Linked DNA regions of Cricetulus griseus: region 2 is linked to region 1. The links are chromatin contacts, called in public Hi-C maps. All regions are on one chromosome and are shown on one strand. The core of a region is the stretch at or near the end of the contact, and the rest is flanking DNA. Distances in the headings are between cores, read along the strand shown. Region 1 overlaps Samd12 (sterile alpha motif domain-containing protein 12). Region 2 holds the start of Ext1 (exostosin glycosyltransferase 1).

Region 1 (3,802 bases), core at 22-2,521:
AAAGAGAACAGGGCTCATTGTGTAAGGATGTAACTCTGTTCTGAACTGAATGTTTCCTAGGAGAACTCTCGAGTCCCAAGTTTTCTTCACTAACCCCATTCTGCACAGCTCTATTTTTTTTAAATCCAGAAAGCACAGCACTCCCCCTCCCCCTCAAAATAATGGGCCAAATTGCTAAATATTTCCTCAAACATTCGAACACTCTGAAAAGTATTCAAAATACAAACACATTAAGTAACTCATCAAAATAAAATTTGAGTCTTAGATAATCAGACAGCACTCAGTGATGACTGCAAATACTGGGAGTATTGGGGGGGCGGTGAAAGAATAGAGATGGATGTAGATGCTACTGTCGGGGGTGGAGGAGCAAACTTGGAGCAGTAAAGCCGGTTAATGTTGGCTGAGAGGCCTCCCTCTGTTTCTATCATTCCAGTTGTCCTTAGTAGTACTGGCCAGGTTAGCCAAGCCTTAATGAGTGAAACTATATGCCAGAAAGTGGCTTGATTTTCCTCTAAGACAATCTCTACAATCTCCGATTTTGGCAGCAGTAACATTTAGCTCAACAAGCTCTATGTTATTTTGGATGAAGCCAAGTCATTGCTATTTGATTCTGTTCACGTTTAAAGGTTTCCTTGAATGCAGCTGACTCCCAAGGGCCTGTTAGAGGCAACTGAGTAGGATGGTAGTGTCACTGATTATCCTGTAATAGAATTTGAGTGACATTCCCTGATCAGGGAAAAAAAAAATGGTAGTGCCTTCTGGTCAAAATACTTCCCCATATCTTTTAATGTAATGAATACTAACAATTAATGTAGTTGATAATTGGGAAGCTGAATGTTTTCTGTTCTTCTTTACATCCCACATTTAATGCCACCAAACTGATTTAGAAGAGTCATATACATTGCAAACTGCCTCTTTGATTCTGCTTCAAAACTGTAGAGTTAGTGCAATCTAACTCCAGTTTTCCCTAATATAGTACAAAGAAAATCTTGCTCTCCTCTTCTACCTCTGGCCACCGATATCTGTTCTTAGCTGGGGTATAGGAAATGTCTCCAAAACTCTTTAGAGAAAACGGGGAACGGCATCACAGTTAAATGATGCTGAGATTGTACTGTGGGGGAAGGGCCATTTGAGGCCATGGGCTCTGTCAGTCACAGGAATCTCTTTCTCCAGTGTCCCAAGAGACTGGCAGATCCCAGTGTGAGCTGCCACTTTTGCACATGGAATGTGACCAGGAGACTTGGCTGTTTGGCATGTGTGGGCAGATTGGACAGCTCATCCTTAAAACATTCTTAGGAATGGAGACTGTTTATCCTAGAGTTGGGTTACTGGAGGCTAGAAGGAAATGTAGTTCTACCAAAACCTCAAGAAGAGTCAGCTCTCTGGCATGCTCGTCTTAACAAAAAACAGAATCTGCAAATTCTCCTTTAGTCAATTAATTTCTTTTTCACATTAGGTACAACCTTTTTGTCCAAAAGGGTCTTCTGTTATTTTTATAACATAAGCAACTAATAGTGCACACAAGTGTGTGTGTGTGTGTGTGTGTGTGTGTGTGTGTGTGTGTGTGGTAGGCGCATGCACACACATAGTGCTCGAGCTTACACACACACACACACACACACACCACCTGAAAGCAGGGTTATCTTTACCCTTTAAAGTAGTTTCTCCTTAAATTGTCTGAATACAAAATGAAGCCTGGCCATCATGGTAGAGTGGATCAATTATGTCTACCTTTTATATCTTAATTCTTTGTGGGTACATATTAAGCATTGAAATATCTTAGATGGAAAGTTGTGCCGTGTGGTGGTTCATAACATCTTTGTGAAATAGTCCTTAGAATAAATGTTTGTGAAGGATTATTTCCCCACTTTATCCTAAAGACTACTCAGTCTTCCTGTACAGAACAATAGCTGATTAGGTGCTTGCAGTTCCAGGGAGCTCCTCAAGGAGGAGCAGTCACATCAGCTAAAGGTAGGAGAGCTGGCTGTGGGTTAGCTCCCTGTCAAGGTACTGAATTACCTGGTGGCAATTAACATGGACAGAGAAAAAGGTGGTTTGGACCCACAGTTTTGCAGATTCCAGTGCAGTATCAGGCAGACCCGTTGCTTTGATCCTCTGCGGGTAGACCAGATGACAATAACAGGGAGCACTGGGCAGATCAATCACTCATCTTGACCTAGAAAGCAAAGATAGGACAAGGCATCCTGCCCATGACCCCACCTTTTAAAACCACTACCCTCTTCTAACAACACCACCGTGTGTGAGACAATATGATACACACTAGTAATATTCTTTAAAAAGAAATTTCTCTTTATTCATTCTTGGATCTAAATTGATCAGCTTTAATGCCAGGTGTCACTGCATATGCTGAGTGTGATGGACCTGGTCAGTGTCCCTATAAGCTCCAGAAAATTCTGGCTGCTGAGCCTTAGGCGTGTGCTATTAATTGGGACATTCTCTGTAGCTAGAGCTATTCAAACCTGCCTACCATCCAACATCACCTCATAAACAGTGCAGGATTATGGGAAATATGAAAAGAATTACTTTCCTCCTTTCTTCGTGGGTCTTGGGAGATCTTTCTCATCTACATCGAAAACCCCACCTTTTAATCTAAATCTGCTTTCACTGGCAGAATAACTACTTAGCCTAACATTACTAAATGAAAGGGCTGGTTAAGTCCTGCTTGAAGATGTCTTTTTCCAAAGTAAGAGGAGAGGCCAATTACTAAATGTGCTTGCCTCTCTTGTATGTGAAGTTGAGGTGGACTGACTATAAACTAGACTGTCTTCCCAGACAGATGCTGAAAGGCTATCCCCCCCTTCTCTCTCAAAAAGGCGGGTAGTCACTAAAACATATTTTTTTGAGACAACAGTTTTATGTAGCCAAGAATGACCTTGAACTTCTGTTCCTCCTTCCTCCAGCTGCCCAGTGCTGGAATTCTAAGTGTATAGAGTGTTTGGGGGTAGAACCCAGGGATTTATACATGTTTGGCCAACATTTTACCATCTGAGCTACAGGCCCATCCTGTTTTGGCTGGTAGCTCTTCTCATTCAGCTACCTCCCCACTTAGCTCAGACATAATTTCCTAATGGAAAAAGTTGAAACAAAGAATTCATAGTAATTTCTCTTTACAATTCTTGAAAATAAAGTGACCTTTCACGAGAGACCCAGTCTTAAGAGAAAATTATTCTTGTATTCTCCCTCAGAATACAATGGGAAGATTTCTGCAGAGCATAAATGTTTGCAAACTCTTTATTTAAAGTATGCTTTAACCAAACACCTGGTAAGGATTGCAGTTCATTAAAGACTTGCAAAACCTCCAAGTTGGGAAATACAGCTATGCCACTGATTCGTCATTTGGCAGATAGTCAAGCCTGACAGCCATTGTTTAACATCTTTTTCATCCATGAAGACTCTGATTCACTGAGAACATCTGAGATTTCAGCAGAATTCCACACCCCTCACCTCTTGACCCTGCACCAAATTGCTCAATTATGTTCTACAGAGTGTTTTATTATTCTTTCCAATTTGAAGTAACAGAAAAATGATAGTAAGCCATGTTACATATCTTCTGTTGTCCTTACCTATCTAATGAGCCTTTCAAAATCGGTCACTCATCTGGGCCTCCTTCTTACCTGTGTTGAATACTTAGTATATTCATGAAACTGGGCTGCATGCTACCAGGCCTGGGATGATAGGTAGGATACTGTGTCCCTCGTCTGGCTAAGGCTGTCTGGCCAGTGAGCTCCCCAACTCCACCTATCTCCACCTCCCCACCTCCCCAGCTTGCCCAGATTACATT
Region 2 (4,148 bases), core at 1,118-3,617, 320 kb after region 1:
CCCATGCAGGCAACGCATCCATACACATCAATAAATATTAAAAGAAGATATCAGTAGGTGAGGAGACTTGGTGGAAAATTCAGAGTGTGGGTGCTGCACTGATGAAGCAATTGTAGGGGTTACTGTAGACCGTGCCTGGGTTTTTGGAGTCTAGACTATAGCTAATGACATCCATTATAGAGACATCTGATGTAGAGAAATGTATACATTACAAAATGAGATTGGCTGATTAAAAAAAAAAAAGCATTATTCCAGGCCCATCAATGAGAAGCTGAGGGTAACAGGAGGTCCATACACAGGCTTAAGGCACTAGTCCACAGCAGAAACACGGACTGAACCCATTTCCCCTCATTTTCCCTCACATTACACAAACCACTATGTGAATGTAATTGACAATGTGCTGTGGGATGAGGGAATTCACCATAGTTAGGCAAGAAAAGCAAGACATTCTGCAAATGCAGAGAAAGTCCCACCTTCTACGGATTGGAGGTGTTTGGTACCCAGCTCTCAGCAGAAAGAACTCTACCTTGAAGACTGTTCTTAGCAGTCCCGCAGAGAGCTGGGGTCACATGTGACTCCAATAACTGCCTTTACCTGCACGGTTCTCATCCTATTTGGAAGATGACTGAACCCTTGTTTCTGGCCTCTCTAAATCATGTGGTAGGGACAAAATAAACTTTGAAAAGCTGCCTCATTTTTGGTAAGTCCAACACGGGCAGAAGCTTCAGGAATGTCCCGTCATAGCCCACCCACAACCCTTCCCTGCTCTATTCAAAAAAATCTGAAACAACAATGTTCGAAAACTTTCCACTCTGCCCTATTACAACTGTACCCTGGGTACACAGCCGGCTGGGGTTTTCAATAGCCCGAGGGAGGCCTGGATGTGTCTGCTCCCAGCTCAGACACTCCCACAATAAACAATCACTAAACAGCTCTGCTGCCCTAGGCAACTGCTTGTCCAGCTTGGTCAGGCTCCCAGGCTAGGGTGGGAAGGGTGCTCAGGCTCTGAGGCCAAGTGATGCTCAGGAGTTTAGCACACCTTTGGGGGCACTGGCGCTTCCTTTAGAAGACCGGTTTATCAGAATCATCCAAATAAGTTCACCCCGGATGACAGGCTTGGGGAAGGGTCGTCAATGGAAGCAAGGTCAACCGAAGCCAGGGACAATCATGGCACATTTATTGTAAATAATAATAATTATTATTTTTTTTGCTTCAAAGGTCCCCTTCTATAGCTAGGGCAGGTGACATCTTAAAAACACCACCCCAAGAATAACAGCCCAAATGGGGGCAAAGTGAAATGGTCTCTCTTCAGCCATTAGGTCCCTCCGGGCCAGTGAAGAGAACAGGTGGAAGGGAGGGACTCAGGACCGAAGTGGGGACAGAGCAGAAAGAAAGGCTCAGGAGGTGTCTTCTCAAGCTCCCAAGCACGGGTGGAGAAGTGCAACGATTCCACCGGACTGTGACAATTCCTCTTTCTGGTCGAGGATGGGTGTCTCCGCCGGGAAGACCCAAGAACGGGTGGGTTAGACACAGGGGAATCAGGAAGATCGTGTCAATGTACAAAATACAAACCAAAACAAACCAACACTGGGCCTCAGCGGGTGTCAACGCGGGAGAGAAACCTCCCGGCCCGGCGCTCGCTTTCCACCAAGTCCCCACCCCCTTCCTCCTGGCTTCTCCATTTTCAGGCATCCTCCACCAGGTCCTCTCAGCCTCCGGGCGGGGGAGGCGTCCCCGGCTCGTGGGGACCCCGGGCATCCCGAGCCGCAGGCTGCCCGGGCGTGTCCCCATCCCTGCGCCCTCGCCTTGGGGGGTGGGATGGGGGTGGATGGTGTGGACCAGCCTGGTCCAGATGGCAGCCGGCGATGGGCGACGCCCGGGAGATCGGCTCGCCCCGGCGCCCGCCCGCCCGCTCGCCCGGAGGCTCCAGGGGGTCCCGCGGCCGCGCGCCGGCGCCTCTGCCGGCTCGCCGCCGCCGGGGGGTTATGAATGGGCGCAGCGGAAGCCCCGCCCCACCCGGACGTGACGCCCGGCCAATGGCAGCGCGGGCTGCGTGGATGGATGAGGTCAGCGCTGTCGTGTCGGGAATGGAATGTGTAAGTGTAACATTCAGAACCGGGTAACATTCGGCGACCGAACGCGGCGGTCGGCAGCGCTAGCGCGGGGGCCCTGCGAAGCCACGCTCCGGGCCGGCACTGCCCGCGGGGAGGACGCACCGCTGCCGCCGCTGCCGCTGCCGCCACCACCGCCGCCGCCGCCTCCTCCGCCGATCGGCGCAGCCTCGTGCAGTGCAGCCGGCCGGGCCGCCGCGCGCCCGGGGAGCCGGCCCCGCGGCGGGCGAGCGAGCGAGCGGGGGGCGGGCGAGCCGGCGAGCGCAGGAGTAAACAGCGGCGGAGTGAGTGTGCGAGCCGCTGCAGAAGGGAAAAAAGAAAGAGCCATGCAGGGATTCGTGAGGTTACGGCGCCCCAGCTGCAAGATGCACTAGCCGGCTGAAGCCGGGGCGGGCTGACTTGTTGGAACCGCGGTGCTCGGCCACCGGAGCGTGTGCAGGAGGAGTTGAAGAGTTGCTCTCTCCCCCCCGGGCTCGTTCTCCTGACGCCGCCGAGAGAGGAATCGGAGCGGCGAGGCAAGCCAGGCACTCGGTCATTGCCATTGATTGGGTATCGGGAGCTTTTGGCTGGTTTTTTTTTTTTCTTTCTTTCTTTCTTTCTTCTTCTTCTCTCCTTCGCCGCTCGCTTTCTTTCCCTCCGTCTTGTTGCATGCAAGCAAGCAAGCAAGCAAGCAAGCAAATCGCCGGCCGCTGCTCGCTCGCCCGCCCGCCCTGGCTGCGAGACCTCCCGCCCGGCTCCCTCCCGTGCATTGTGCAGCCCGAAGATGAAAGACCGGAGGGGAGAAAGTTAAAGAAATCGCCCACATGCGCTGGATCAGTCCACGGCTTGGGGAAAGGCATCCAGAGAAGGTGGGAGCGGAGAGTTTGGAGTCTTTACAGGCGGGAAGATGGCGGACTGGAGCTCAAAGTGTTGATTGGGAAACTTGGGTGATTCTTGTGTTTATTTCCAATCCTCTTGACCCAGGCAGGACACATGCAGGCCAAAAAACGCTATTTCATCCTGCTCTCTGCTGGCTCTTGTCTCGCCCTTTTGTTTTATTTCGGAGGCGTGCAGTTTAGGGCATCGAGGAGCCACAGCCGGAGAGAGGAGCACAGTGGTCGGAATGGCTTGCACCAGCCCAGTCCGGATCATTTCTGGCCCCGCTTCGCGGACGCTCTGCACCCCTTCTTTCCTTGGGATCAGTTGGAAAACGAGGATTCCGGCGTGCACGTTTCCCCCCGGCAGAAGCGAGACGCCAACTCCAGCGTCTACAAAGGCAAGAAGTGCCGCATGGAGTCTTGCTTCGACTTCGCCCTTTGCAAGAAAAACGGCTTCAAAGTCTACGTGTACCCGCAGCAGAAAGGGGAGAAAATCGCCGAAAGTTACCAAAACATTCTAGCGGCCATCGAGGGCTCCAGGTTCTACACCTCGGACCCCAGCCAGGCGTGCCTCTTTGTCCTGAGTCTGGATACTTTAGACAGAGACCAGTTATCACCTCAGTATGTGCACAATTTGAGATCCAAAGTGCAGAGTCTCCACTTATGGAACAATGGTAGGAATCATTTAATTTTTAATTTATATTCCGGCACTTGGCCTGACTACACCGAGGACGTGGGGTTTGACATCGGCCAGGCGATGCTGGCCAAAGCCAGCATCAGTACTGAAAACTTCCGACCCAACTTTGATGTTTCTATTCCCCTCTTTTCTAAGGATCATCCCAGGACAGGAGGGGAGAGGGGCTTTTTGAAATTTAACACCATCCCTCCTCTCAGGAAGTACATGCTGGTATTCAAGGGGAAGAGGTACCTGACAGGGATAGGGTCAGACACCAGGAATGCCTTATATCATGTCCATAACGGGGAGGACGTCCTTCTCCTCACCACCTGCAAACACGGCAAAGACTGGCAAAAGCACAAGGACTCTCGCTGTGACAGAGACAACACGGAGTATGAGAAGTAAGTGGGGGCTGCCGCCCTTGGTGGCTCAGCCCTGGGCCCTGGATGCCTGAGTCCAGGGTGGGGGATGCCGGGGTGGAGGAGAAGGAGGAGGAGGAGGAGG

Evidence for each region. A called contact is a pair of places that touch in the nucleus more often than the background predicts.
Region 2: a contact with region 1 is called in a Hi-C map of the CHO-K1 cell line, with 4 times the contacts expected there. The contact joins the promoter of Ext1 here to the enhancer-like site in region 1. A contact is called at or near these places in 2 of 8 Hi-C or Micro-C datasets (the CHK-Q cell line and the CHO-K1 cell line).

What each region holds. Positions count from the first base shown.
Region 1 is chr10:1,589,955-1,593,756 of CriGri-PICRH-1.0, forward strand. The region is part of intron 3 of Samd12 (sterile alpha motif domain-containing protein 12); the gene reads left to right. Among named protein-coding and RNA genes, the nearest start is that of Samd12, 210 kb to the left of the region's middle. Within about 2 kb of position 1,272, at least 4 of the 6 cell types and tissues checked have open chromatin away from gene starts, as enhancers often do. A contact at or near this core is called in the CHO-K1 cell line, where this site is marked.
Region 2 is chr10:1,906,516-1,910,663 of CriGri-PICRH-1.0, forward strand. It overlaps Ext1 (exostosin glycosyltransferase 1), which reads left to right and starts at 2,368. Exons shown (of 11, transcript NM_001246767.1): 1 at 2,368-4,045. The coding sequence starts at 3,084.